Regions from separate parts of the Mus musculus genome. Here all the other regions are linked to region 3. A link is a contact called in public promoter capture Hi-C data. All regions are on one chromosome and are shown on one strand. Each heading gives the region's core, a stretch centred on a gene start, on an enhancer-like site or on the middle of the called end of the contact. The rest is flanking DNA. Distances are from core to core; before and after follow the strand shown. Region 1 holds the start of Haao (3-hydroxyanthranilate 3,4-dioxygenase). Region 2 holds the start of Strn (striatin, calmodulin binding protein). Region 3 holds the start of Thumpd2 (THUMP domain containing 2). Region 4 holds the start of Kcng3 (potassium voltage-gated channel, subfamily G, member 3). Region 5 holds the start of Mta3 (metastasis associated 3). Region 6 holds the start of Cox7a2l (cytochrome c oxidase subunit 7A2 like). Region 7 holds the start of Fez2 (fasciculation and elongation protein zeta 2 (zygin II)).

Region 1 (3,763 bases), core at 774-3,273, 2.8 Mb before region 3:
CTCAAATTCTATGTACAGCCTCACGTCGTTTGATTGCATCAATTAAAATACAGGGTAACTACCACTCTGTCCTCTGTAGGAAGTGTCAGAACATCTGCTGGTTTGCAAGCAGCCCCTCCCCTTGGTGTGACTTCGATTGCCTTCTCCTTACCTTCTTAACTCCTCCCCCTTCCTCCCCATTTAACAGCACCTGAAACAAGCCTGACACATAGGTCATAGGTCCCTGCATTGCCTGGGTTTTGTTTACACCCATTTGACTACGGGGAGATGGGAAACATAAAGAAGGTTTGAGTTATTTAGGTACCAAACAATGTTCTGGAAGGAAATGCTTCAATAAATACTTAGCTGAAACATGCCAAGTGAATAATCAAAAAGATAAAGCTGTAGAAAGGGGCAAGGGTGGTGGAGAGGACACAAGAAGGCCCCTGCCAGGTGCGTGAGATGCTTGCTGAGAGCCTGTCCAAGTTTGGCTTACACCAGCAGAGCTTTTAATTCTGAGAAGAAGAGACTCTGTCAGGCTGCAGACAAGCGAGGGTGGCCATGAGAGCCACGAGGGAGCCACTAGGAATTCTTCTATTCTGTAGTCTGTATTCTGGGCTCAAAGGCCTGAGACCATTTCTTCTCCCTCGCACTGACTTCTGTAGTTCACTCCCTTTCAGTTCTCCCAAGAATTGTGAGTCCTGGAGGGTAGGTGGTCCTTGCCTTCCCCTCTTCCTCCTACGTTTCCTGCCCCAGGGCAACCTTGGCTGAGGAGCCTCTAGTCTGGCAGGCTCTGGGGTGGGTTTGAATGTGCTTGGCCTGGGGAGTGGCACTATTAGGAGGTGTGGCCTTGTTGGAGGAAGTGTGTCAGTGGGGTTGGGGAGGACTTTGAGGCCCTCCTCCTAACTGCCTAGAAGACAGACTGCTCCTGTCTTCTTTTAGAACAAGCTGTAGACCTCTCAGCTCCTTCTCCAGCACCATGCCTGCCTGGGATGCTGCCATGCTTCCCGCCATGATGATAATGGACTGAACCTCTGAACCTGTAAGCCAGCCCCAGTTAAACTTTGTCCTTTATAAGAGGTCTTGGTGTCTCTTCACAGCAATAAAACCCTAAATAAGACAGACACCTAGGACCATCTTCACCTGTAAAGGTCTTCACATGTGGGTGGCTTAAAACATGCAAGGGTGGGGATTGTAGGTTTATGGTGACATCCATCTGTAATCCTAGTACTGAGGTAGAAGGATAGAGTTTGAGGCTAGCCTGAGCTACATAGCAACCTGCCCAACATTCTGGGTCACAAAGTGATTTCTTGTCTCAAAAACAAAAACCAAATAATAAAATATAAACAAGACGTGTGAGGGGACAGGGACATTCTGAAGCTCCATGGCAGAGTTTGCCTAGCACACTAAAGACTCTGGTTCAATTCCCCATGGAGGGGTAAAGAGCTCACTCAGACCAGTGCTGGACACCTCATTCCTGCCCACTACTACTAGGCGCCAGGGCTGCCGAGCTGGACCAGGCCTCAGCTGCAAAGCAAGGTGAGGACAGGGTATCTCAGGTCTAGCCAATCACATCTGCAGGACTGGGCCAGACCTCCGTGCTCCGGAGGAGACTGGATGCAGCCTGTTCATTGCCTCCTGTGATGGCCTCTGTGTGCTCCTGTTGCCTTCAGTCCTCCTTGTGCTCAAAGTCTCCGATTTTCAAACCTTTATTCTCCCAACACAATGTTTCTTTAGAGGCAGGGCAGAAGAAGAAACCCGAAAAGCTGAAAGCCCAGCGTCCTGCATCTTACATGGGCCCAGTAGGTACCAGAGTCCAGCTTCGGTCCAGAGCAACTAGGTGTTGGGAGGATGCTGGCCATGTCCCAGGAGGCGGGTCTGTTCTTGGGCTTTGATCCCTGCTCCGGCGTGTGTGCAGGGGCAGGGCAAGTAGTCTCAGACTCTAGAGCTGCCCCCTCAGAGTGGCAGGGGATTGCTCAGCTCTTTGACCTCTGGTAACCTAATTAACTAGGTGGCCAACAGGAGACTGCGCAGATCGCAGGTCGCAGATCGCATCACTCCAACCTCCCGATTACCTGGCCACCACGTTGTGGGCAGAAGAGTCCTGCCTGCCGGCCATGGAACGCCGTGTGAGAGTGAAGTCTTGGGTAGAAGAGAATCGGGCCTCCTTTCAGCCTCCGGTTTGCAACAAGCTTATGTGAGTCGCCAGCACCCGGTGACTACAACCCACCCTCTTTCTTACTCCTCTTCCCTCAGCTGTCCCCTCCCCCTCTAACCTTGCGTTCCATCCACTTGGTGCTCTTCTGGGGAGGGTGAAAACGACCTGTTTCTTCTTTCACTACCTCAGTATGTTCCTCTTTCTGGAGACCACAGACTTGTGGCCATGACTTCTGAGACCAGCTTGTGTGTCTCTGAGGCTGTGAGAGATGAGGTGGCAGGGTGTGACATTCCTTCCTTCCGCAGCTGAAAGCACCTTTCCAACCCACTGCCCCCATGCACCTTGGGGAGAACCTGGTGTTCAATGCCCCGGACTAGAACTTAAGGCCTGGAGGCCTAGAACCAAGCACCTCAACCCTTGGCAAACCCCGAAGCTATGGAGTCAGATGAACAATTCTTTGGATGAGGGGGCTTGAATTCCCAATCTTCCTGCTTCTATTTCCCAAGTGCCACAACACCCTGTTTCTGAGGTGCTGAGGGAAGAAGTCAGTGAATGCTAGGCTCCCACTTTTCCAAACGGAGCTGCATCCCTAGTCCTGGGGATTCTTAATTCAGGGCTCAAGGCCAGGACACAAACACCAGACCCACCCAAGTCTCCTCTAACTACAGCACAGACTGCCTCCTTCCCCTCCCCCTCCCCTCCCTCAGTTCCACAGCAGAGCTTCTTGCACCACCTCCACAGACCCGAACTCCCCGTGTCTGTGTGGCTATAAGTTATTTCCAGTGGGCAGTGTCCCAACCCAAATGGCTCCAGACATTTCCACCCCAATGGGAAGACTAGCCAAGTATATCACATCGTCTCCTTGACTTCTCACATAGCCCCCCATGAGTTGGGATTTAATAAGTAACTTTCCCAATGTCACAGAACTAGAGGGGGACAGAGTCCATGAGCAAGCCCAGGAAGAGTTTGACTACAAAGTCCACGCATGCTCTTGGTCACTGCGCAATACCCCCGTAGCTAACCAGGACAGCCCCCCCCCCCCCCCGAGCCTCCTCTCTTCTGCCACTGCTGCTTTCCTGTTTGGAGCTTTACCATTTTTGTCTCTCTTCTCCACGTCTTCCCTGTCTGCTGTCTCTCATTTTCACTCCTCCCAGCCTTCCTCCCTCCAAGCCCGTGGGCATTTCTCTGATTCAGTCCACATCAGCCTGGTTAGAAGCAACTGCCTGCCCAGCCTCCAGGCCTGCTTACCCCCACGCCCACCCCACCCCCAGCAGACTAGCCTCTAGAACTTCTCGAGTTCGCCATCATGATCCTAGGGCCTCCCTTTATTCAGTCAGTCGGTATTTGCTGTGCACCACGATGCTCCGACACTGGGCTTACGGCAGGAGGCAAACTGAAAAAAAATGCCTTCCCTGTAGAATTGTTGAGAGGGGACGCCAATCAGTATGAAGTAGCCCATGTCCCTGAGAGGACAGTTTTCATGGCGAGTCTGTGCCATGCCTGGCCCTAGCTTCTCTGGTACTTTGCTGGTATCAGTGGTGTTCCTTGGTTTCAATGCATGAACCCAGTGTCCACTTTCGTCCTCACAGATGCTCTCCCGCTCTGAGTCTCCGCATCCAAAGTCCC
Region 2 (3,683 bases), core at 1,032-3,531, 2.3 Mb after region 3:
TTTCCCATGCTTAGATGGCAAGTACCTTATTGACTGAATCATCTACCCTGCCTTATTATCTATGCATTTAATTATGTTTTATAGTCTTTTGTGAATCAGTTTAAAGCCATTGTCTTGTCTGACATGTCTTCTGTTAGAGGAAAAAAACAGATTGTTTAACACCCAAGCTTATAAAAATTACTTAAATCGCTCAGATGAAAAAGTTCCAATCTTAGCCAGGTGGTGGCACACACTTCTTTAATCCTAGCACTTGGGAGATAGAGGCAGGTAGATCTCTGAGTTGGAGGCCAGCCTGGTCTTACAGAGCAAGTCCCAGGACAGCCAGGGCTACACAGAGAAACCCTGTCTCAAAAATCCAAGAAACAAAAAACAGAAAGAAAAGGATAGGGAAAAAAAAAAGAAAGGAAAAAAATTCTATTTATGTTTTCTTGGTTCTGATAGATATAAGAGTAGTCAGCATGTTTTTAATTAATTAAAATTAAATCAGATAGATAGAGAAATATATAACTAGCCCTGGCTGTCCTAGAACTCATGCTGTAGACCAGGCTGGTCTCAAACTCAGAAATCTGTTTCCCTCTGCTTGTCTCTTGTCTCTGGGCTGTGCCACCATGTCCAGCTTAATTTTTTTAAGGTTACTGGGCTAACAGGCAGGTAATCTGGGTGCTAGTTTTGGTAGTCATCTGTCATTCAAGGTCTCATTGAGGACAGTCTCAATTTCTTGAGCTGTGAATGAATCAGGCTGGATCTCAAAGAACATTTAGAGCCAAACTAATTTATGACACAAGGAATTTGGCCAGGCCTGGATCAACTTTTTATGATAATAAAGAATGAATTCACAAAGCAGAAACATTCAGTAACTGAGCAGAGGGCTTTGCCATCGCTCTTTGCAACCCGAGCAGAGACAATGTGTTTCCTGTCCTTTTCACAAGTTGCCATGGGAAGACCAGGGAACAGAGAGGACAGGGACAGGATGCCCTTCCCTTGCAAGTCACTCATCAGCTTGTATCTTGACTCTCTTTTTTTCTTTTTTCATGTCCACCAGATCAAAACAAAATTACAATTTTTTTTTGTTGGAGTGACAGATAAATAATTACTTAATTTCGTTTTCATTTCTTAAATGTTCTTCAGGCACATTCCTTTCTCCAGTTGGTGTAGTGTAAATTTATAATGATAATAGTTATCAGGGTACTCAGAGAGGGAAAACACTGGCAAACCACTTAGAAGGAAAGGATTTTAGTGTGCCTTTGGTGTAAAGATCAATTGCCCAAGAAATTAGGAAAGCGACAAGTGGGAAGGGGAGGTTCCCGGGTTCAGGAGTGCAATAGAGCAAAAAGGGACTTTGTTCCTTCTGATTGTAGCCCTTAGGGCTCTGTGACTCTATATGTATGTCAACCTCCTTTTGATGACAAGAACTGTGACATCTATCTTTATATTCCTGGCACGGAATATTACTGACAATAAAATACTTGTTCAAGCGAATTGAGTGAAAACTGCCGCAAAGATGGGGGGAAAAATGAGATTGGACAGGCAGCACTTCTTTATTACTGGAGATCTAAAACTTTGGCAGAATTTACAAGCAGGATTAGCACAGAGAAAGGGACTTTTAATACTAATATTTCAGACCAAGTGTTAAACTGGAAATTAGAAAAAGCCCTCATGGCAAATGTCGAACCTTAGCAGAAAGAGAGAAGACCAGAGTTCCTCCTCCTAAGGGAAAACTGGTCTGTTAACAAGCACTGAGCCCCTCTGGGGATGAATGGTAGGCTCGATGGCAAGCCGTGGTCCAGGGGTGTCGAGGCTTTGATGAACCCCGAAAAGGGCGACGAGGGGGCAGACGACCGGATGGCTTGCCCAGCGCCTATTTCTTAACAAAACGACCAGGAAGCCCTAAACTAAGTGGAGCTAGGGCTGGTACTTGGCGTGATAACTTCCGCGTGCGAATATGCAACAGGGAGCGCCGCTCGCGAACTTCCGCATGAAGGGAGCCTGCGGCGGCGCGACCCGAGGGGCATCGGCTGGCCGCACTGCCGAAGAGGAAACCCGCGGAGCCGTCAGGGGAGGGCGTGGCGAGGAAAGGGCGTGGCTTCGGTCCGGCCTCCGAGAGGCGCAGGCCTACAGGCAAGCGGGGTTCGCCACGCCCCGGGACTACATTTCCCGGCAAGCCCCGCGGGCCGCAGTTGACCCACTTCCCGGCCCGTCACGGGCTCGCCCGGCCCCCGCGCCCGGGCGGCTGCTCCCTGCTGACTGGGGTGTGGGCGGGGAGCGGCGGAGGGAGGAGGCAGAGCTGGCCGCCGCAGTTTGCCGCCGCTGCTGGGCGCCTAGGCAGAGAGCTCCCCGGGGTTCGTGCGGCCGCCATGGACGAGCAGGCGGGGCCCGGCGTCTTCTTCAGCAACAACCACCCGGGAGCTGGCGGTGCTAAGGGGCTCGGGCCTCTGGCGGAGGCTGCAGCGGCCGGAGACGGAGCGGCTGCGGCGGGGGCGGCCCGAGCTCAGTACAGCCTCCCGGGGATCTTGCACTTCCTGCAGCACGAATGGGCCCGCTTCGAGGTGGAGAGAGCCCAGTGGGAGGTGGAGCGGGCGGAGCTGCAGGTAAAGACCCTCCCGGCCTGGCGGTCCTCATCCCGCCTCTTCTCTCTCTTCAGCCCCGCCCCAGACCCTTCGCCCCCTCCCCCAGCCCGCTCGCGCCCCCTCCCCCTTGCCTTGCGCCCATCACTTCCAGAATCTCATCCCCCTTCCTCCAGTCACCTTTGACTTTTTTTTGCTGATCCCACTTCCTTGAGCCTGTTTTCCCACTCCTTCTGATCCATTTACCCTCCCGGCGGCTGTTTTCCCCACTCTCAACTCCGGTGCTTATTCCTACTGGTTTGCCATGCCACATTTTGGGGTTGTCTGTCCCTTTCGGTTTACTGATTGGGTTGACAGTAGTTTTGAGAGACTCCGAGCAGATCATCCTGGCTCAACCTGACGCACCCTAGGTCTAGAGACGTTCCTCGCAGAAGGGTTTGGCAGTTGTCTATCGCTCACTCTGCAAGGAAGGTGACCAGAGAAAGCAACACAAGTTGTATCAGTGAGGCCTTGGCTTTCCTCGAGAAACTGATGTTACTAGCAGTGTCAGCTCCAGTTTTATGTCTGAAAATGTTTCCCTGTCTGCCCTTTGACCCCATCCCGCATTCGCGTTTGGGTTAGACTCATAGGTTTCAGTGAAGGATTTGATTGATGGGAGTCAGAAAATGGGCAGAGGTGGGACATCTTTTCACAGAATCTCAAACTTCCCAAGAGTTGATTTGTATGTCCAGAGCTTAAAAGGAACTAAAGGGGCTTCAGGGCTACGTTGCCCCCTTGCATAACCTGCCAGATAAAGCATGCTTATCTGAGAGGAGCTCTTGTGCGCCAGAGAAGCATGAAAGGTTGGTAACTCACTGGTCACTCTGAGTTGGTAAGTAGGTTTACTGTGACTGTTTATAAAACTTCCAACACATACACTAATTTCCAGAGGAACTCAAAGAGCTGTGAATTGTGCCTCTCTGTTTTATGGGCTAAATCTGTATGCTTATGAAATTTGAGTACAGTTTTAGTTTGTTTGCGAAGCACTCGAAGTGTGTTTCTTTTTTGGTTTTTGGTGGTTTTTTTTTTTTTTGGCACAAAATATGAAGAGAAAGAAACACTGAAGAGACTCGCTTGTAG
Region 3 (3,889 bases), core at 1,052-3,551:
GGGGGGGGGATTGGGGGGGAAGAGAGGAAAAAGCCTATCAATTAGGAATCAAGACAATGCCCCAGAGACATGTCTACGGGCCACTCTGATTGAGACAATTCTTCAATCAAGGTTCCCTCTTCCCAGATGACTTCCGTTGACAGTAAAACTAACCAAGATATGAGCCACAATCTTGAAATCATGCGCACAGTTATTCTTTCCTCCATAAGGACGTTTCCACTGTCATGTATCTTGTTGCATCGAGGAGAAAAATAACTCCCGCAGTTGGCTCTATCAATGGTTCTTTAATCTCTTGGGGAAAATGGGACAAGGCCAGGTACCAACACTCAACAGCATCAGTATAGAGGAAAGGGTAGTAGCAAGAATGCTGCTGAAAGACCATCCTGGTCATTCTGAGGGATATTCATTCCCCTTGGCTACAGAATATGTTGCTGAGATGACAGGAAGAAGGAAAGCAACAAGGTATGTTGCAAAGAAGTTCAGGGGTGCAGTGATCTCCTACCCTTTAGCACCCCAACTTTCCTACTTTGTTGCCCACACTTCCTTTCCTTTATTCCATGCCTGCTCACAATAGCCACTGCGGATAGGATGGTGTTCTAGTATCATTTCTGTTGCCAGGATAAAACAGCCTGACTGAAAGCAACTTAGGGGCGGAAAGGGTTTGTTTGGCTTACAGTTCCAGGTTATGGAATTAATGTGCCACCTCGACACTCGGGAGCAGCAAGAAGATAGAGAAATGGAGGCTGGCTTGCTTGGTTTCTGGTTATAAGCAGAAACTCCTTCCCGGCTTAGGGAATGGTGCCACCCACAGTGGGCTGTGTCAGTTAGCAAGACAAACCTCCAGAGACGTCAGCACAAGCCAACCTGATCCAGTTGATTCCTCGGTTGAGGACTATAAGTGATTTTAAGTTGAAGCAAGTCGAAAAAAAAACCTAACCACCCTAGGCAATTATAGCAATCTTCCTAGCTGAGAGAGACTTCCTGTGTTGGTCTTTCTTTTAGTCTTATGCCAATGAATTGCATCCAATTCAGCACCAAACTAACTTATTACCTACCGAGAGTAAGCCTGTGTATGACTATGGTATCCGGATGAATGAAACTATCATCTCCCCAGGAATTTCGCAGCCTAAAACATCTGCATTCTGATAGTCAATTGCATGCATTAAACACCTTTGAAATTAAGGGAATCGACAATCACATCAAAACAGGGAGAAACTGTGAAGCAAATGTCTCACAGCTACTCCAGTTTAAATGTGCATCTTGAGGTGAGATAAAAATGACTAAAATTTATTATAGAAATATACAGAACTGACAAACATGAAAGAGAATTAAAGTCTGTCCGTTCTAAAATTGTTTCTGTTGACTTCCAACTTCCTCGATGTTGAATAAGTAATATTCAAATGGCAGATTGCAGCTGGGTAAGTTAAATTCATCTGAAGGCATCTGAGACTATTTTTTTAGTACAGACTATGTATGTATGTGTGTATGCACGCACATGTATGTATATGCAGGAAAATATGTGTGCGGCGTACATGTGCATGTGTACACATAGAGGCCAGAAGACAACCTCAGGTATCCTTCCTCAGGTGTTGTCCCTCTTTTATTTTTAATTTTTGGGGACAGGTCTAGGGTGAGCCACCAAATGAAACAACTTAGAGCTGACCTTTGGAAACGCTCAGGTGACGGGACTCCATAAGGAACTTGGCTCTACTGCCCCAACCCTTCAGGAGCTGACCACTGGTTAAGGGGCAAGAGAATGTCAGTTACCCACTGGCATTCATTTCTGGACCTGGAGAAATATTCCTCTAACAGTTTCTAATATCTGATTCAATATAGAACTACATAGCTAATTTAATGTTGTTGAATTAGAGATAGATTTTTATTCTATCTATATCAAATTTTGTCATTTTAAAACTCAAGAGGTTTTTCTTTAAAAAAAAAAAAAACCATTCAAATACCGTCACTAGCTCAAATCGATTAGACTAAACTGGATGGCACATTCATTATTTACCTATGTGATTGGCCAGATTCAAGAAATGTAACAAGTGTCGGGAACACAAAGACATTTTGCTGGAGAACAAGAATTTCTTCTCTTGATCCTGAGTTCACCGGTTCGGCCCAGTCTTAGATGAAGACAGTAAGGACAGCATCCCCAGGACCCTTGACAATCAGAGATGCCTGGCTGCAGGAGGCTCGCTGTAGTTTCCGGGACGCCCCATAGAGGGCGGGCCTGCAAAGGCGACGCTCCGGTGCGCGTTCCACTGAAGGCTCCCAGGCGCGCTCCCGAGCTCACGTGACCGGGTCTCGGGGTCGCGCCTGAGCGCCATGGCTGTAGCCCAGGCAGACCCGGGTTCTGACCCCGCTGGCGGCGCCCGGTTCTTCTGCACCGCGGGCCGCGGCCTGGAGCCGTTCTTGATGCGGGAGGTGCGCGCGCGGCTGGAAGCCACGCAGGTGAGTCGGGCTCACCGTGCTCGGGGGGAGCCACGCTCGCCCCGGGTCCCCTCTTGGCACCAGCGTGGGGCTCAGGCCCGGGAAGGACTTGTGAGCACCCCATCCTTGGCGTGCAGTGGGCCCCATCCGGGACCTTTGATGACTGCTGAGAGCAACCGGCTGCTCTGGTGGTTTCGTTCTTTATCCAGTATGGTCACTGTATATCTGTCACAGCCAAAGTTTTAAACAGAGGGGTGCGGAAGCCACTTTTGTCTGGGATTCCTTAAAAAGAAACTATGACATGGCAATAGCTAGAGTTAGAATCCTTCCTTTATACCTTAAATGCAGATATACTTCCCGGGCTTACTTGTTTGAGTCTTGTTACTTGACAAGCTTGGGTTTTACATTGTAGGAGGACTGTGAGACATGCCCAGTACACCCACAACACACGTGGTAAACAGAAGCTAGAACAAGAACTCTCCCCTGCTACCCGTGCGTTTCAATGAGTGACTAGTGAACAAATTCCAAACGTACCAGGATGTGCAAACTGAGTTCTTGAAAACACAGGGAAAGGATGTAATAGGATAGGTCGGGACTTTTGTGTGTGACATGTTCTTGGAAAGGGGAAGCTTGCTAAAACCAAACTAGCTGTTCGCCTCTGGGGAGCAGTGTTCGAAGCCCACAAAAGGAGTCTCTGCCACGGTGAGGATCCAGATGGAGATGGTGGAGATGCAGATGGAGATGATAGAGGTGCAGGTGCAGTGGGGAGAGTTGCCAAGACTAGCATTTAATCTAAATAAATTTAATCTAAATTAAATATCTAAATAATAACCTCCGCATTCATCAAGGATTTAAAGTTTGTTGGGTTTTTTTGTTTGTTTGTTTTGGTTTTAATTGTGTGTGTTCTCATACTAGTGAAAGCGTGAACCATCAGCTCATCTCCCTGGAGCTGGAGTAACTGGTGATTGTGGGCTGCCCTGCGTGGGTGCTAGGATGCAAACATGGTTCCTCTACAAGACTAATACCCAGTCTTAACCAGGTGAATCCAGTGATGTATTCAAGTTACACAATTACAAAATGATGTTGGTGATATTCAGATTCTGAAATCAAGCATAACTATATAATGTCCAACCCAGCCACATGTGGGCATATACATGTTGCAGGGCACTTGATCACACTGTGAACCCCAAGATTGTGCTATTTACTGAAAAAACAAAAACAAACAAACATGTTTCTATTTGTGGTCTGGCTCAGCCCTTAGCACATACCTTTAATCCATCTGGCTGGAATACAGGCATGCCCTTAGCACACATCTTTAAGCCCAAACAATGAAAGTCAAGTTAGTTTGTAGAAGGAGGCAGCCATGTTTGAAAGTGATGTCTAATTGAATGGCAGACAAGGTGACGAATCAGAGAAAGATTTCACAGAACAAGGACATGCCCAACTCACAAGAGAAGAG
Region 4 (4,274 bases), core at 1,236-3,735, 2.6 Mb before region 3:
AGAGAATGAAAAACAAAAAGCAAACAAACAAACAAACAAACAAACCTACCTTCTCTCAAGCTCAAATCCTTCCTGATGCTTTTTAAATGTTAATTCGTACTAAGGATTTAGATAAGACACCTCCAGATACTGTCCTGAACCCAGAAGAGAACCCGGGTGTAATAATTCCCCTGTAGGCGTCCTCTCAGAACACAGTGGCATAGGATTGTTTGTAAGAATGTTCTCTAAGCCAGGTTATACCGAGACAAAGCTATCATTTCTGCATGTCTCTGTATACTTTAAGAAAATGATTCGGGTGTTGCTGTTGGGTTGATGATATCACAATCAACTAAGAGTGTTACGTTAGAAACAAAGAAAATGATTTAAACCTATCTAGCCGATAAATATGAAAATATAACTTATGAAGCCTACGCTGCATTGTCACCAAATAATCTGTTTTCTAAGTTCAAATTTAATTTAAAAAGAGATATTTCTCTAAATGCTTCCAACAGCAGACTGCAAAGGGTTTTTTTTTTTTTTTTTGCATAGAGAACACAGGAAATAAATATAGTAATGTTCAAATCACCAACACAATGGCTGTTCTGTTGCTTGTTGCTTTTAGAATATTTTTAACAACTTGCTGGTGAATTGGCTCTTGCTGGTGTGAAGCCAGGCTGGTAGCTGGTTCTCACCTGCTTTTATTTATTTATTTATTTATTTATTTATTTATTCCTCTGGTCACTGTGTCCTATCCATTACTAAGACCTGCTAGATACTGGGCTGGGTTTCTCATAACTGGCTTTCATTTTTACTGACACGAGGTTAGGGCTTCTATTCCTGGCTTGCTGAAAGAGCCTTTTCCTTAGAATAACCCACGGGGCAGAGCGTCTTCCTAAACTAAGGCTTTCATCTAGCCACTTCTGTTATTAAAGCTTCAGGGATCCCATTGCAGATAGCCCGGCATGGACACAGGTCTTAGAACTCCCGTTGTTCCAGCCAGACAAATGCATTAGCTTTCTTTACAGTCGCTAATCTTTCACATCTGGCATTTGCTCCCCCGGAGTCCCTGGCTCCTTCTGCCAGCACCTCCTTCCATTCCGTATTGAATTCACTTCCTTCAGGATGTTTTCCTTGCTTAGTAGCTACTTAGCAGATAAATAACTCTTGTTTTTGAGCTTTTAATCACATTAAGTGCTTAAAAAAAAATGATCCAAGTCTAGGGATAAACAGCTTATGGAGATTTTCATTCTCTAAGAACCACCCAGGGTGACTTTGTCAGAAAGAGAACTCAAATTTGCAGGCGGCTGTTTTCACTAACATCTATCCGAGAAGCAGAGCAAATGACTCCTTATGGTGACCTCTAGCGGGCACGGGGCAGTCCTACAAAATTAGGAAAGTGGAGGGGGAAAGCAAAACCCTTCCCCAGGTACTCCATGGTCACAGGAGCCCATCTCACCCCTCCACCCTCCCTATTCATTTTTATTTCCAGGGTTTGTTTTGCATCTAACGCCGTCTCCCTTATATATAACTCACCTGTTTCTTGCCTTTGACGGGCTGGGTTGCCGGTGTCGGATGTGTAAACTGCTGTTTAAAATAATGCCTGCCAAGTCGAACCCCACTCCACCAAGCCTTAACCCTGCCTCTGCATTTGAAGGCCGGTGCCGCAGTCGCACGGGGGTGCTACGGGGAGGGAAGGAGTGGACATCGAGATAGCATGAAAAGGAGAATGCAAGATCGAGGCAATAAGACATTCTGGTCTTGCCAGTGAAAGAAAATTCTCTCCAGACTGCTACCCGACTCCACCGGAGGCATCGTGAGAGCGGTGTAGGCGCCTTCTTAGGACCCCAAGGCTGGGAAAGATGGGGGACTAGGGCGAGTCCGTTGGCCCATGGCATCCCTCAGGGAGCAGGGGGTGGGGAGAGCTTGGTGCGCGGCCGCCTTCGGAGCGCACGGCACGTGGGGTGCCCCACGCGCGGAGAGGAAGCGCAAAGTCTGCAGGCAAAGCCGCGACTGGGTTGCCTGCTTTGAGAAATCCTTTGGGGCGGCCTTAGAAGCCGACCAGGGTTTCCAACAGTCTCTGGCAAAGGCTCATCCAGACGCCGTCTGCTCCCTACTTCAAACCTCGCACCTTGGTCCTCACCTCAGCACCCCTCCTTCCCTCCTGTCTCCTCCCTTCGGGGGACTCTTTAAAGGAGCCTGGGGGAGGTGTGTCCATCATCCGGATGGCCCCGGGGCTCCCCGCAGCTCGCATCACGCCCTGCGCACCCCTCCCGGCCACTGCGGGCGGGGGCGCACGGCGTCACGAGGCGGGGAGCCCGAGGTCCGGGGCGGGGCGCCGGGGAATCCCAGCCGGAGCGAGCCGGGAGGTGCGGGCGCGGGCGGGCAAGGAGGTGCGCGCGGAGGGAGCGGAGCGCGCGGAGCCGGCGGGCGAGGAGGAGGACGGCGAGGGAGGCCCCGCCCCCGCCTCCCGGAGCCCGCTCCTCGCCGCCGGAGCCGGCTCACTTTGCCTTTCGCCTCTGGACGGCGGCGGGGCTGCGTGCGCCGGGGACCGGGCAGACCTGCCCACGGTGCCTCGGCTAACGTTCGCCCTCTGGGAGACCGGCGCCACCTGGAGCTGCGGCCAGCCACCCGGATTCGGGAGGGCGAACCCGGGAGCGAGGGGCGGCGGCACTGACACCGCGGGGGACGCGGGCGGTGCGGGGCGCGAGCCCCGGGGGAGCTCGGGCCCCGACGGCGCGGCCTCCCCGTGCGCGCGGCGGGCAGGCCCCCGGGGCGGCCAGCCATGACCTTCGGGCGCGGCGGGGCGGCCTCGGTGGTGCTGAACGTGGGCGGCGCCCGGTACTCGCTGTCCCGGGAGCTGCTCAAGGACTTCCCGCTGCGCCGCGTGAGCCGGCTGCACGGCTGCCGCTCGGAGCGCGACGTGCTCGAAGTGTGCGACGACTACGACCGGGAGCGCAACGAGTACTTCTTCGACCGACACTCGGAGGCCTTCGGCTTCATCCTGCTGTACGTGCGCGGCCACGGGAAGCTGCGCTTCGCGCCGCGGATGTGCGAGCTCTCCTTCTACAACGAGATGATCTACTGGGGCCTGGAGGGTGCGCACCTGGAGTACTGCTGCCAGCGCCGCCTAGACGACCGCATGTCCGACACCCACACCTTTCACGCGGCAGACGAGCTGGGCCGCGAGCAGCCTCGTCCCGCCGGACCCGAGGCGGCCCCCTCCCGGCGCTGGCTGGAGCGCATGCGGCGGACCTTCGAGGAGCCCACGTCGTCGCTGGCCGCGCAGATCCTGGCCAGCGTGTCCGTGGTGTTCGTGATCGTGTCCATGGTGGTGCTGTGCGCCAGCACGCTGCCCGACTGGCGTGCGGCGGTTGCTGACAACCGCAGTCTGGATGACCGGAGCAGGTACTCCGCCAGCCCTGGGAGGGAACCCTCCGGGTAGGACGCACTGCTTTTTTTGCCCGTCCAGTCCGTCCAGTCCCGTCTATCCGTGCCGTCCGTCCGTCCGGTCTCCGTCCTGTCTGCCTGGCAGCTCAGCTAGGCTTTTTTCCTGCCCCAGGAGGTCCCTGGCGCTCCAGCCGAGGGGTGTGAGGAATCTATGGGTCCCCAACCCCGCCCCCTTTTCACAGGCGCAGCCTGTGGTTGTGCTTGGGTCTCACCTTTTAGAGTAAAACCTCCAGGCTTTGTGTTTTAGTTCTGACCAAATAGCAACCTGCTAATTAGATTTTCCAAACTTTTATTGCTAACACGCAATAATTTGCACGATGATTCAGTTTGAGCTAAGAGCTCTTTGAAATATGTGCCAGTACTGGTGGTGTTTGAAAAGATGAAGTCTCATTTCGGTGAAATGTGGTCTGCTTCAGTGCCCACACATTCTGCACACCCTGCTCCCGGCGTAATGTGTGCTGGGATGGAATCCGTATTATAAAGGAGGCTAATTTAGTGATAGACTCTGAATAATGGGTGCCTGTGCCCTTTTTCCTCTCTCCTTTCCGAGCAAGTGTGGACCTAGCAAATTCCTCTCCTCTGTGTGGCATTAAGGATTTGGAGTTTCATTCAGAGGGTCTTCAGTGTGGAGAAGAAAACAAAAACAGCTATTACCTTGGGAGAGAAGAAAAAGCGAAACTTCCCCAAACCCAGAAACAGGATTCGGTCATTGAAGTGTCTTCCCGCCTCCCCCCACTTTACTAGGATGAAAAGAAAACACTTTAATCTTTCCTGAGCTCATGCTTATCTCTTAATGGTGATAGCACTCTCCTGTTTTTAGAACAAGTGAGTTTATTTTGCATATTTGG
Region 5 (3,763 bases), core at 1,217-3,716, 2.6 Mb before region 3:
AAGAAACAAACGTAACATGGGTCAAAAATCTTTATAAGAAGCCAACAAATATTCAGATGCCTGCAGAACTCTGTAATTAGCCTGGAACTGAAAGTAAAAATCACCTCTCGGGCCCTTTACCCAGTAACCCTTAAAGGGGAAGCGCTTCGGTGTTGGCCAGGTGATGCCACACTGCTCACTCACCTTGTTGAGCTCCTCTATCCGTCTGATGAGGTACGGGTTGCTGGAGGAATTCTCAAAATAAACGTAGTCTGCAAACAAAAAACGCACAGGTCTTTTCAACCAAGAGCTCACATTTGACAGCTCAGAGCCCTTTTCTTGTTTTTGTTTATTTTCCGTTTTGTTTTAGACAGGGTCACATGAGATAGCTCGGCATGTCTCAGAGAGCTTGCCTTGTTCACCAGACTGGCCTCAAACTCACAGCAGAGACCTGCCTGCCTCTGCCCAGGACTGGAGAGCTGGGATTAAAGGTGAGCCACCATCTCTTGGGCTACAATTCCCTATGCGTTAGGAAGTAGGCAAGCCACTGTAAGGCAGCCTCTGTAAGCGGTTCCAAGTTTATCACCGTCCTAGAATTCCCACCCCTGACGAAGTAGCCCAAGCTCATCTAGAACTAACTCAACATCCCCCAGCCTCACACACTCAAGTGGAGATTAGTGGTATGTACCACGTACCACATCCTGCTTACATTTCATTTTCTTTTTGAAAATAGCAGTCCGGGCTGGCAAGAACTGGTGAAGTAATTGAGACTGGCCTTCAACTCCTAAGCCTCCTGGCCCAACACTTACAGGCTGAATTTACTGGCATGTGCCACAGTGGTCACCCTTGAATTAATTATTTAATTTAAAAAAAAAAACAAAAAAAAGCATGGCTTGCTGTAATTGGGGGGAGTGGGACACAAAGGCAGGAGAATCACAAAGCAGAGGCCAGCCTCGTGCTACATAGCAAGACTTTGCCTCAAACAACAACAAAAAGCACAGGTCTTAAATCCCAGCACCTATGGAGCAGAGGCAAGCAGATCTCTGTGAGGCCAGCCTGGTCTAGGACTGAATCCTAGGGCATCTAGGCCTAAGTAGACACCTTGCCTCAAACAACCAAACAACCCCACCACAACATGATAGGCAAACCCCTTCATCACTATGTATCAGAGCTCATCAACGCAGCCTCCCACTAGCGCCTCATCCCTCCAATCCAACCAGCCCTCAACAACGATTCTTACATAAAAGTGTTGACCTGAGACAAATCAGGAGAAAAAGAAAGGCTTAACAGCCCAAATTCATTTCAAACATCAACTTAAAAAAAAAAATCGGCAGGCAGAATGTGTAAGGGCAAGCAGGTATCAAACTTTTCCTTGCTCTACCTGGGATGGTGAGGAATAGGGGCTGGGTGTTGGGTTGTTTTTTTTCCCCCCTTTTTTTATATTTGATTCAACTCCATTTAGACCCTTCTTATAAAGAAACCATGGCAAGTTTTCAACCAAAGGTACAGGATTTTTCCTCTACAGAGTGGCTGGAAACTTCCCACTATGTGTTTACCTGAGAGACTAGACTGCACAGTCACGGTCTACCTAGGCGGCTCTCTCCCAGCCCTCTGCTGCTAAGTGGCCTCATTTAGCCAGGCCATTCCCCCACCATCATCCATCAGGAGCTCGGCTAATGAGCAAAGACGGAAGAGCAAGTCTCACTCACAAACACGCCACTTATCTGAATTATTATTTTACCAGGAAGGAGGGAGGGAGGGCGTCGTGAGCAGGGAAAGTTTGTTTGACCTTATTTCTCTCTCTTCTGCAGAAGGCTGGAAAGACAGACAGCAGAGCCAACGTCCAGGCTGAGCTCTACTCCCTACCTGGGGCTGCGGCTCCCTGGCCCCACACACAGCCCCACTCTCAGGGGGACTGAACGGGAAACCGAAGGGAATGGGGGGTGAAGCAGCGACGGTGCAGGGCCCGGGCTCTGCAAACAGGCCTGTCGAGCTCTGCCCCCCACCTGGGCCACCATCGTCCCCAGCCCACGCTAACACCGAGGCAGAAGCCGGGGTTTGGGGTGAGGGGTGCTCAAGCCCCCCTCCCTCGTGCCCAAAAGCCACGCGAGGGAAAGACCACTCAGCTAGGGGGCTTGCAGGGGCTCTGTCCCTTTGGGGCGTTCGTAAAGGGGGTGTCCGATGCGTGTCCCCAGAAGAGGCCTGGCCCCGAGACGCCGGGCAGGAGCGGTGGGGGAGGGGAGTGGGGGTGGGGATCCCCCTGCGCCCCGCCCGCGGCGCCCTCAGCCCCGGGCTCCCGGGCTGCTGGCAGTAAGCGTGCGCTGCCCGGACCCCCGCTCCCACCGCCCGCTCCCCGACGGGCCGGGAAGGGCCGAGCCTTCCTACCTCCGACCCGGTACATGTTGGCCGCCATGTCCGCCCGCCCGCCCGCGGAGCCCGAGCCGAGCCCCGCCCGCCGCCGCCGCCTCAGCCTCGACCGCCGCCGCTGCCGCCGCCGCCGCCGCCTCGCCACGGGGGAGGGGGAGGGACGGGGAGGGGACACCGAGGGAGGGGGCTGTGCCCGCCCCCAGCGCCGGCAGAGCGACGCCGAGCGGGCCCGGGAGGCCGGAGCACGGCGGGAACGGGGCGGCGGGCTGCGGGGGGCCGAAGACCCCAGGGGCCACCCGCACTAGCCTCGGGGTAGCACACCAGGGTCAGGGGCTGTGGAAGAACCAGGGTGGGGACAGAGGTTCAGCCACTCCGAGCGTCTCTCTCGCCCGCGTCACCTGTCCACCTTGGGACAGGTTCTCCTTTCCTGCTTCTGTTCCCCAGGGACACCCCTCTATGTGTGACCTCAAGCACACGAACGCCCTTCTGGGTACAACTCTCCGATGCAGCCAATGCAAGCGACAGATGCTTGTTTGCGTCCCTCCCTCGTGGTGAGAGGACGTTTGGTGGCTTTAGAGCCTACAGGCCCTGGGGCCAAGAAGACCCTACGTACTTGCAGCTTGCTCAAGTCTGAGACCCAGCTATGAAAAGAACTGGAAGCTGACTTTCTCACCCCGACCACACTGGCAGGTCAGTCGTGGCTGTGCCAAAACTGGGCTGAACAAAACCGACCCCCCCCCCCACACACACACACACACACACACATCCTCTAGCCCTGCCTCTAAACAGGCTTTGTGTACAGCGTGTGCTTTGACCAGGGGAGGCCTTCAGCACAAGAGGGCTTCCTTTGCCGGTAGAAGAACAGGGTTTCCACAATCCGCAGTTTTCCCCCCATCAAAAGGAGGAGGTCGTGTCTAACAGCTTGGGGTTGCTGGTCAGCTAACTAGTTTTATGTCAAAAAGCACGTCCTCGCCCCAATCCCCGTTTTTGGTTTTTTGGTTTTTTTTTTTTTTTGCATTAATGGGGATTGAAGCCAGGTCTTTGCACAGGCTAGTCATTTAACTATAGAACTAACTTTTCATGTTTGTTGGTTTGTTTTTAAATTCTTAATACACTTATTTACTTATCTATCCATCCATGCATCTATTTATCTATCTATCATGTGAGGGCATGAATGCTATGAGATATATATGTATAGGTCTATCATAGGAGTAGAGATTGAACTCAGATAGTCAGGCCTGGCTATACTGAGCTACCTCACCAACATTACTTGTTTTAATACGGGTCTCAGTTCAGGCTGGCTCTTGTAGCCTCCTGCCTCAGCCTCCTGAGTGCTGGGTTATATTACAGGTGTAGGATCACTTGTCCCATCAGAAAGCTCTTAAGTGGCTAGTTTTCCCATGCTGAGTAGCTATAG
Region 6 (3,888 bases), core at 520-3,019, 2.4 Mb before region 3:
GTGTTGGTTGCAGCAACTAAGCCTGGGTGGACAGTAAGGTTGGATTACTCATCATTAGAAGCTGCTGGAATCTTTGCTGTTCAGGGTATTTGAGGTGCTGAAGACAAAGGCAGGATGCTAATTCACACCCTTGCTCTAGAGTGCTCAGCCTTGAGTCTTTTCTTCTTATTCTTTAAAGATTTATTTACTTATTATATGTAAGTACACTGTATCTGTCTTCAGATCCTCCAGAAGAGGGTGTCAATCCCATTCTGGACGGTTGTGAGCCACCATGTGGCTGCTGGGATTTGAACTCAGGACCTTTGGAAGAGCAGTCAGTGCTCTTAAAACCGCTGAGCTCTCTCTCCAGCCCTGGATTTATATCTATTTATCTGTACTCTTGAGCCTGGTGCCTGACTCTGCCACTAATTGCTGTCCTCAGCAAGTCGCTCCGTTCTTCTGTGCTGTAAAATAGAGATGGTCATAGTACCAATTCTCGGGTTGTGGGGGTTCAATGCATTTAGAGAAAATACTATGTTAAGCTTGGCATCATCAGCTATTCATTACCAACTTACATTTAAAATATAGTATGCATAAATCTATAATGTGTGTGCAAAAACCTCTGGTTAAATGATAGGACTAAAAACTTGTTCCTGGAGGTTAGGAAGCCGGCACACTCTGTTTATGCAGTATTCGACTCAGAGTGGAAGCTTAAGTCACACTGCATGGTGCGGCAGAGTATAACCATAACCAGGAAGCTGTAACTGCGCATCATTCAAGCAGAAGGTAGAGATTTCACAAGTGTTCCCAGTCACCTCCCCTGCATACGTTTATCTCAAAGAACAGGGCCTAGGAAGAGATGAGCAACCAAATGAATGCTGACAAAATCTCACTCTCAAAAGCGCAAGATGCACACACAGGTGCTTTAAGTTTACGTCTACACAAAGCCTATAGATTCTTCCCTCTTCTTCTCCCCTCTCTCTCTTTCCTTCTCCCCTCTTTCCTTCCCTCTTCTTCCCTCTTTTCTCCCTTCCCTCTCTTTCCTTTCTTCCCTCTCTCCCCTTCCTCTTTCTTTTCTCTCCTCCTTCCCTCTTTTCTTCCCTCTTTCCTCTCTCTCCCTCACCTCTTTTTCCTCTTCCCCTCTACCCCTTCTTTCCTTTCTTCCTCTCACCATCTCCCTCCTTGATCTCTCTTCTCTTTTCTCCCCTTTCCTCTTCTCTCTCCTATCTCCTTCTCTCCCACTCTCTTTCCTTTCCTGTCACTTTTCCCGGCATTGAGACAGGATTTTGCTTACAGGCGATGCACTCACGGCTCCAAAGAGCTGTTCTTGTCATAACTGAGGTGAAATTCCTAACAACCCTTGGTACATTAAGACCCCTCAACAGATACTAATAACCCTGAAATGGGGCGGGACCTGGGCCTGACGAGACCCCACCCACGTCCTGGGCCCGCCCCCGCTCTAGGCCCCGCCCAGAACTCGCTCTGACCGACTGTGTCGCTCTCAGCCGCCCTCTTTGTCCACAGGACGCTTGCGCACCTGTCAAGGCGCCTTGGCACTGCCCACATCCAAGTGAGTGGTACAGAGAAGCCTGAGTTTTCGGGAAGCCTGAACACAGCCTCTTTCCATGTCTTTTAGAGTTTGTTTTCGTTTCTAGGTCTTGAGAAAGCGCGGTTTTTTCCCCCCGACGTTGCGTAGGAGGCTATGTTTTAAGTCAGGCGTTCTCTAGACAGTCCGCATTTTGGATTAAGGTCCTTGCGCTGAGCTTTGGGCGGGCCTAAGGGGAAGCCGGGTCCTTTTCTAGGGCGGTCGCACAGGCAGCGGCGGTGCGAAGCGGGCCTCCGCCAACATGTACTACAAGTTTAGCAGTTTCACGCAGAAGTTGGCTGGAGCTTGGGCTTCGGAAGCCTACACCCCGCAGGTACACTTTTGCCGCGTCGCCTTGGGCCGGAGAACAGCAGCCCGAGGCAGGCAGTTGCGAGGTTCGAGCCGTGAAGGGTTTCTGCCGGCCGACCGGTCCGGCTTGCTGGTGTCCCCTGGTGTCCTTAACCACGCAGGCTTGGAGCGGTCGCCGAGGTTTCTGGGTGTGTGCTGCACCCTAGGCGAGGTTTGCATGGCACTGAACTCAGGTCTGATACCTTGCGGGGGTCAAGGTGACCCCTGGGGTGGTTGCTTGTTTAAGGTGGATTTCCCGTAGAATCTGTGAAGGATTGCAGAAGGTGACATAACTGTGTTTGGGTTTCTGCTCTCTCTGGTTGAGGTGGCCTTTGTGACTTCCTCTTGTTACTGGCCCTGTCACAGCCCAGAAAGCAGCTTTACCCAGCTACCAAATGGAAGACTGGGAGGGCGGATTTGAGAAGCTCGCTCATAAGGCATGGGAATATATATATGTGTATACATACATACATACATACATACTGGGGAAAGCATCGGAAGTGACACCCAACGAGGTTTATGCTTTTGCTAGTTTTAAAGTGGCAGACGGTGACCGTTGACTACTGGGCAATCTGACATTATCCAGGTTCCAGTTAGATCCTATCAATGGCGTTCCCATCTCCAATCTCAGTGTTGTGAAAATGTGGTATTTTAGAGTTCCACTTAATACTGGGTTAGTACTGAATTTAGCAGCCTTAATCTAGTGACCTTGACTGCCCCTTCTAATTCGGGGCAGCATTAACTTGGGTTAAATGTGATGTGTCGAGTGAGCAGATTTTCTGGCAGATGGTTGGTGCTGGATAAATGCTATATATTCTCCTGAACTGAATCACTGCTCAGCATAGTTCGAGAAGCCTTGGTGGGACACGAAGCTGAAAAACCTTGAATAGTAAGTGACCTGTATGGGCTGTAAAAGAGATTGTCATTACTGCCTCTTTTCTACCCCTATGGGACACTCCATCTTAAGGGACAGTGTTTAAGTATGATTTCATTACAAGAGTAGATGTGCTTTCAGGAGAGAGGAGGCCAAGAAGGGTCGTATGGGAGGTTGAGGAGGAAAAGTCTCAAGAGTGTTTAGGTGTTCAGTGTCTAGTGCTGTGTTGTGTCTGGTAGCTGCTGAGGTTTTATGAATGTGGTGCTTAACAGACATGGCTGCTAGTAGGCTCTTTGCTGCTGGAGAGATCATAAAAAGAGAGAGAGAGAGAGACACCATCGTTCTGTTACAGAAATGTGGAAGGAAATGAGGAAAATTCACTCAAAGAACAGTCCAGTGTTAGAGGTGAGCAAGTGTGGTGTCAGTGGAACCCAGTGTAATGAGTTGTAAGGAAAGAACTGCCAGTATGTTGACTGATTTCTTGACAGACGATGTAGGTAAATGGCTGATTGCATTGTATCATCATCTATAGTGTATTTTCAGTGCATAGAGATGGTATGTTACTTTAGGCAAGGTTTGGCATACTTATGCCATGTGACGCACTCCTTTGTTAGTACCCAGACCATAAATTATACCACCTGCAGGAAGGTCTCTCAAACTCGCATTAAAACCCCTGTCTGCCTTCCTGTTTTGACATTTATCAGTTATAAATAGTTCTGCCTGTTTTTGAACCCCTGTAAACCCCACAGAAACTTCACTTTTGAGGTTCCTTCATGTTACAGCGTATGAGTTGTTTCATCAAAAATGTCACAGTTTCTTTTGTGGTGGTTGTAGATGTGCTTTTTATATTTTATTTTATTTTTTATGTATATGAGTGTTTTGTTTGCATGCATGCCTGTGCGCTTCATGCATGCTTAGGCCTGCAGAAGGAGGTTCCAAATCTCCTGGAACTGGAATTACAGACAGTTGTGAGCCACTGTGTGGGTAGAGGGGATTAAACTTGAGTCCTCTCCGAAGAGCAGCCAGTGCTCTTAACCTGCTGCACCGTTTCTCTAGTTTCTATAGATGTTTCTAGTGGAGATGAAGCAAAGGGTAAGCTTTG
Region 7 (4,268 bases), core at 534-3,033, 2.6 Mb after region 3:
TGATATGTAGGAATTTGACTGCACTGCACTGTACGGCTGAGATGTTGCCATTGTCAGCATTTGTGTGACACATTATTTAACGCATCCTAAAGCTGGTTTTCCATCTTCTCTAGTTTTGAATATAAGTGCTTGAAATTGTTTTTCTCAGATAACTTTTCTTTCTTTCAAAATTTAGTTTAAGTTAAAACTTTACAAAAATCTTTTCCCTCTCAGCTCCCCCGGCCCCTAAATTCATGGCCTAATTTTCTTTAACTACCACTGGCACATGTACAAACTAACCTTTCTTAATCTATCAAGTGAGGAAACTCCTTCACACATGATCATTTTCATAAAGGTCTCTAGGAGCTGGTAGGAAGTAAAATAGGTATAAAGTAGATAAGTTTGAGTGAAGCCAACGTACAAAATTAGGCTCTATGGAGTGATAAAGGAGGCCGGCTTCCTCCTCAGGGGGCCCCTGGTGATGGACTGTGTAAACCCGAAGCTGGTGCTTTGGTTCAAGCTAGAAGTTAGCTGAAGGGAGCAGCCTGTCAGGAAGGAGAAGAAGTGCTGACAGGACATACTGAGTGAAGGGGCGAGGGAACAGAAACTTGAAACTGGGTAGTTTCTAAGAAAGGCTGAGTCAAAGAGTCTAGAGAAAGGCTGGGTGGAAGAGCATGGTACCACAACATGGCAGAAATGGGTCTCCTGTTGAATGTCTTCTTACATTCTACCACTTAACACTTCCTTTTACCCAAGGAGGGGCAGGTATTGTTTGCAAGGAAATTCATTGGGCATTTTGTATTTAATTATATATAAAACGAGCTCACTGGATTGAGTTGCCCAATAAATTTTTATACAATTCCTGAGTAGACACTATATATGTATATATATATATATATACATATATATTCCCTTTTAAAATGTACTTTTCTCTCATACAATCCCTTTGACTGCAGTTCCCCCTCCCTCAACTCCTCCCAGTTACCCCCTTCCCCCTCTTCCCCAGCTGCATTGCTCCTCTGTTTTATAACATTTTATAATATATTATTGAAAGATGTTTCACCCACCTGAATGACACATTTGAAGGAATAATGATTCTGTCTATTATTGGGCATTTACTGCATCTGCCTACTTTCCTTGATTTTTGTTGTAGTTAAATGCATGTGATAAAACTATAATCCTAGCCATCTTCAGGGTACAGTGTATATGGCATACAACAATCACTGCTCTTTACCTTCATGGATAATTTTATTTTGCAAATAAACAAACAAATAAGAAGCTAGGTCTATGAAAAGAAAGCTTTCCATACCTCAGCCATGCTTTTACAAGATTTAATTTTCATTAAATTTTAAAGGTCGGGCTACAGTAATGAAGAAGTGACCATGCATAGCAAGCAGGTGAGTATTTATTGTTGAGGCATTTTCTAAGTACTTTGAGCATATTCACTCACATAATTATTAGCAAGCATGCGTTTTGCACATGGGAGAGATGTATTTGTGGAATGGATTTTGGTACCAAGCAAACATTTCCCAGTAAATCTTGTCAATCTAGATGGAGTGTTAGAAATGTTCCTATGGGGCAAAAATCTGACAGTAAGTAGGTTTAAAGAAGTCTTCCTTTTAGCCACTTTTAGACAGGGACACTGAGGGAAGTTGTTTCTAAATGCTCAAGAACATCGGAAGTGACTCAACTCGGTTAAGGTCTTCCAGAAGACTCAGGAAGGGAAGACTTTAAAGTCAGCTTGGGTCTCCGCTCAACCAAGAGCTGGAGGACAAGGGGCGTGGCCTCAAGTGGGCGGGCACCGTTGGGGCGTGGCCTGGAAGCGACAGGGCGTGGCTGTCTGACCGGGGCGGGGCGCCGGCAGCGGGCGCGATGGCGGCTGACGGGGACTGGCAGGATTTCTATGAGTTCCAGGAGCCGGCCGGGAGTGTCCAGGAACAGGAGAACTGTAACGCGAGCCCGGAGGCTGGCGCGGGGGCACACGCGGGCGGCGACAGCTTCCCGGCGCTGGCTTCCAGCCTGGAGGAGAAGCTGAGCCTGTGCTTCCGCCCCACGTCGGAGGCCGAGCCCCCACGGGCGGCCGTGCGGCCCATCACGGAGTGCAGCCTCCTGCAAGGGGACGAGTGAGTGCGGGCCCCGGAGCGGGCGGGCGGGCGGGAGCGGCCCCAACCTCGCCCTGCCCCCGCCGCAGCCGGGAGTCCCCACAGGCCCCGCCCCGCGCCCTCCTTCTTCCTCGGTCGCTCTGAGCCCCGCCCCGGGGCTGCCGGCCTGGCCCTGGAGTTTAAATGCCCGCTGTTGCCCTGCCTTCCTTCCCCTTGAACCCTCCTGCAGACCCCTGTGTGCTTCCTTGTGGAGACCCTGCCTCCTGGGGCACGTGTGGCTCAGTTCATTCATTCAACTCGCTTTTCTTAAAGCCCCTGTCATGGGGCCTGGCACTGGGGATGCCGAAGTGGGCATTGCTCCTCTCAAGTAGGACACAAAGTGGGATGGGACATAGGTTGGTTAAGCACATGTTTTCCGAGTGTAATGAGTACTTTGATAGGTATTTGTACCGGATACGGGAGATTTCAAAGGGGATGTCCGAATGAAGACTTTATAGCCGCTAACTGAATCCTTGATGGAGATCTGGGAGTTAGGCAGAGTGCAGAGGTGTGAGTTACCATTGAAGTTATAGAAGTCTCTTGGGCCCACAAGAACAAACTGTCACAGAGGCAAAAAGTAAATGGTAGCCCTTACTAATGATATCTAATAGTGTATCCAGAAGACCAGTGCACAGCAGCAATGGCTCCCGTTTTCTCTGTGATTAGCTTCAGTGTGATGACATTCACAGGGGTTGATGAAAGCGCTTTATTCAGACACTTTTAAACCCAATTATTGTTTGTTTACACGAGAGTTGTAATTATGTACCGCATCTTTTCGTGAAAATCTAGCCAAAAGAATGGTGCGAGCCAGTGAGCTCGAGTGTTTTGTTTGCAGGGTGAGTGGAGACCCTAAGAGTACTGGCCCTCTTGGAAGGTGATGGGTAGGACCCGTTTCCAGAACATTGGGAACACAATGGTGGCCGGAGACACTACATGTTAGTGAGGAGAATTGAAACAACAGCATTTTTTATTACATCTTAATAATTTTGTGTGAGTACTTGTGTGATTGTGGACGGGTAAAGCAAGCCTGTCAGACGCATCCTTGGAGTCAGACCACTTGTACAGTCAGCTTCTCTCTCTCTCTCTCTCTCTCTCTCTCTCTCTTTTTTTTTTTTTTTTTTTTTTACAGATCCCAGGTCTCCGGGGTCATTGGTCTTGCTTGATGCCCGGTATCTTTAGGCACCAAAACCATGGGAGGAATTCTTGAACTATGATAAGATTCATGGCATTAAAGAGTTTTAATTTCTCAAGGAATTAGGAAATTTACCAAGAGAGAGCAGAGAGAGAGGACCTATGCTAACATGGGTGACTAGCCATGTTCTCCTCAAGGGCAGTGGAGGTATAAGTGTATGGTGGGAGTTTAAATGCAGAGATAAGCATGCGGTGCACAGCAAAAGGTGACTTTTGTAGATTTTCCCCAAAGAGCAGATGGCTTCCTCTATGTAGATTTATAGACTTGAATTATTGAGACTTACTGCACATTCAGGATTTTTAAATTTATATTTATGAGTACTTTACTTAAAACAGATGAGTGAGTGTAGCTTGTACCAGGATTCTTAGAGAAGACCTATTTTGGGTTCAGCTGGACTTTCTGGAAAGTTTATTTTAGCCTGTGCTTCAGAGTTAGGTGGCTGTAAAATCTAAACTATTTTGTTGCTTTTCCTGTTTTGTGTCTTGCAGCCCATGCTGGCCTTGAACTTGCTTTGCAGTTCAGGCTGACCTTGAACTCCTGGTCTTCCTGCTGCCCTTCTTGTGCTAAAATTATATGCATAAGCTGCTAAGCCTGGTTTTATTTTATTACCCTTTTCCCTCCATTTGGAGTCTCATGTAGCTCAGGCTAGCCTCAAACTCATTTTGTAGTGAGGATGACCTTGAACCTCCATCTTTCTGCCTTGGTCTCTTGCGTGGTGAGATTAAAGGTGTACACTAACACACCCAGTTTTCTGTGGTGTTGGGACTTAACCCCAGGGCACATGCATGCTAGGCAAGTATTCTAGCCTTTCCCCTTCGTTTGTAGCCCAAGTTGCCCTTGACAGTGGTTTTTAGTAGGTGGTGTGTTGGGGAGAGTGCATGTCTCCTGAATTGGGAATGTGTAAACGATCTTTTCAGAGAGCTAGGGCTCACTTCTTCTGTGTCCTCTCTCTTGTA

The links. Promoter capture Hi-C pulls out the DNA fragments that hold promoters and counts their contacts. Capture Hi-C pulls out chosen DNA fragments and counts their contacts.
Region 1: a contact with region 3 is called in a promoter capture Hi-C map of pre-B cells, with 5 times the contacts expected there. The contact joins the promoter of Haao here to the promoter of Thumpd2 in region 3. A contact is called at or near these places in 3 of 39 promoter capture datasets (embryonic stem cells, hippocampal neurons and pre-B cells).
Region 2: a contact with region 3 is called in a promoter capture Hi-C map of liver, with 4 times the contacts expected there. The contact joins the promoter of Strn here to the promoter of Thumpd2 in region 3. A contact is called at or near these places in 2 of 39 promoter capture datasets (liver and pre-B cells), 1 of 484 Hi-C or Micro-C datasets (CD4 T cells) and 1 of 9 other capture datasets (liver).
Region 4: a contact with region 3 is called in a promoter capture Hi-C map of pre-B cells, with 5 times the contacts expected there. The contact joins the promoter of Kcng3 here to the promoter of Thumpd2 in region 3. A contact is called at or near these places in 4 of 39 promoter capture datasets (embryonic stem cells, hippocampal neurons, liver and 1 more), 1 of 115 datasets of contacts at active chromatin or transcription factors (astrocytes) and 1 of 9 other capture datasets (liver).
Region 5: a contact with region 3 is called in a promoter capture Hi-C map of the 3T3-L1 cell line, with 12 times the contacts expected there. The contact joins the promoter of Mta3 here to the promoter of Thumpd2 in region 3. A contact is called at or near these places in 4 of 39 promoter capture datasets (the 3T3-L1 cell line, hippocampal neurons, liver and 1 more).
Region 6: a promoter capture Hi-C map of pre-B cells shows a contact between it and region 3, with 6 times the contacts expected there. The contact joins the promoter of Cox7a2l here to the promoter of Thumpd2 in region 3. A contact is called at or near these places in 8 of 39 promoter capture datasets (the 3T3-L1 cell line, 3T3-L1-derived adipocytes, the C10 cell line and 4 more), 1 of 484 Hi-C or Micro-C datasets (pre-B cells), 2 of 115 datasets of contacts at active chromatin or transcription factors (acute myeloid leukemia and embryonic stem cells) and 1 of 9 other capture datasets (adipose tissue).
Region 7: a promoter capture Hi-C map of pre-B cells shows a contact between it and region 3, with 4 times the contacts expected there. The contact joins the promoter of Fez2 here to the promoter of Thumpd2 in region 3. A contact is called at or near these places in 2 of 39 promoter capture datasets (liver and pre-B cells).

What each region holds. Positions count from the first base shown.
Region 1 is chr17:83,845,050-83,848,812 of GRCm38.p6, reverse strand. It overlaps Haao (3-hydroxyanthranilate 3,4-dioxygenase), which reads left to right and starts at 2,023. Exons shown (of 10, transcript NM_025325.2): 1 at 2,023-2,176. The coding sequence starts at 2,097.
Region 2 is chr17:78,735,159-78,738,841 of GRCm38.p6, reverse strand. Strn (striatin, calmodulin binding protein) reads left to right here and starts at 2,281. Exons shown (of 18, transcript NM_011500.3): 1 at 2,281-2,588. The coding sequence starts at 2,355.
Region 3 is chr17:81,063,497-81,067,385 of GRCm38.p6, reverse strand. Thumpd2 (THUMP domain containing 2) reads left to right here and starts at 2,301. Exons shown (of 10, transcript NM_028138.1): 1 at 2,301-2,451. The coding sequence starts at 2,326.
Region 4 is chr17:83,630,106-83,634,379 of GRCm38.p6, reverse strand. Kcng3 (potassium voltage-gated channel, subfamily G, member 3) reads left to right here and starts at 2,485. Exons shown (of 2, transcript NM_153512.1): 1 at 2,485-3,417. The coding sequence starts at 2,762.
Region 5 is chr17:83,704,887-83,708,649 of GRCm38.p6, reverse strand. Mta3 (metastasis associated 3) reads right to left here and starts at 2,466. Exons shown (of 17, transcript NM_001379391.1): 1 at 2,365-2,466; 2 at 184-251. The coding sequence starts at 2,392.
Region 6 is chr17:83,512,214-83,516,101 of GRCm38.p6, reverse strand. Cox7a2l (cytochrome c oxidase subunit 7A2 like) reads left to right here and starts at 1,769. Exons shown (of 3, transcript NM_009187.3): 1 at 1,769-1,898. The coding sequence starts at 1,827.
Region 7 is chr17:78,415,667-78,419,934 of GRCm38.p6, reverse strand. Fez2 (fasciculation and elongation protein zeta 2 (zygin II)) reads left to right here and starts at 1,783. Exons shown (of 8, transcript NM_199448.3): 1 at 1,783-2,102. The coding sequence starts at 1,852.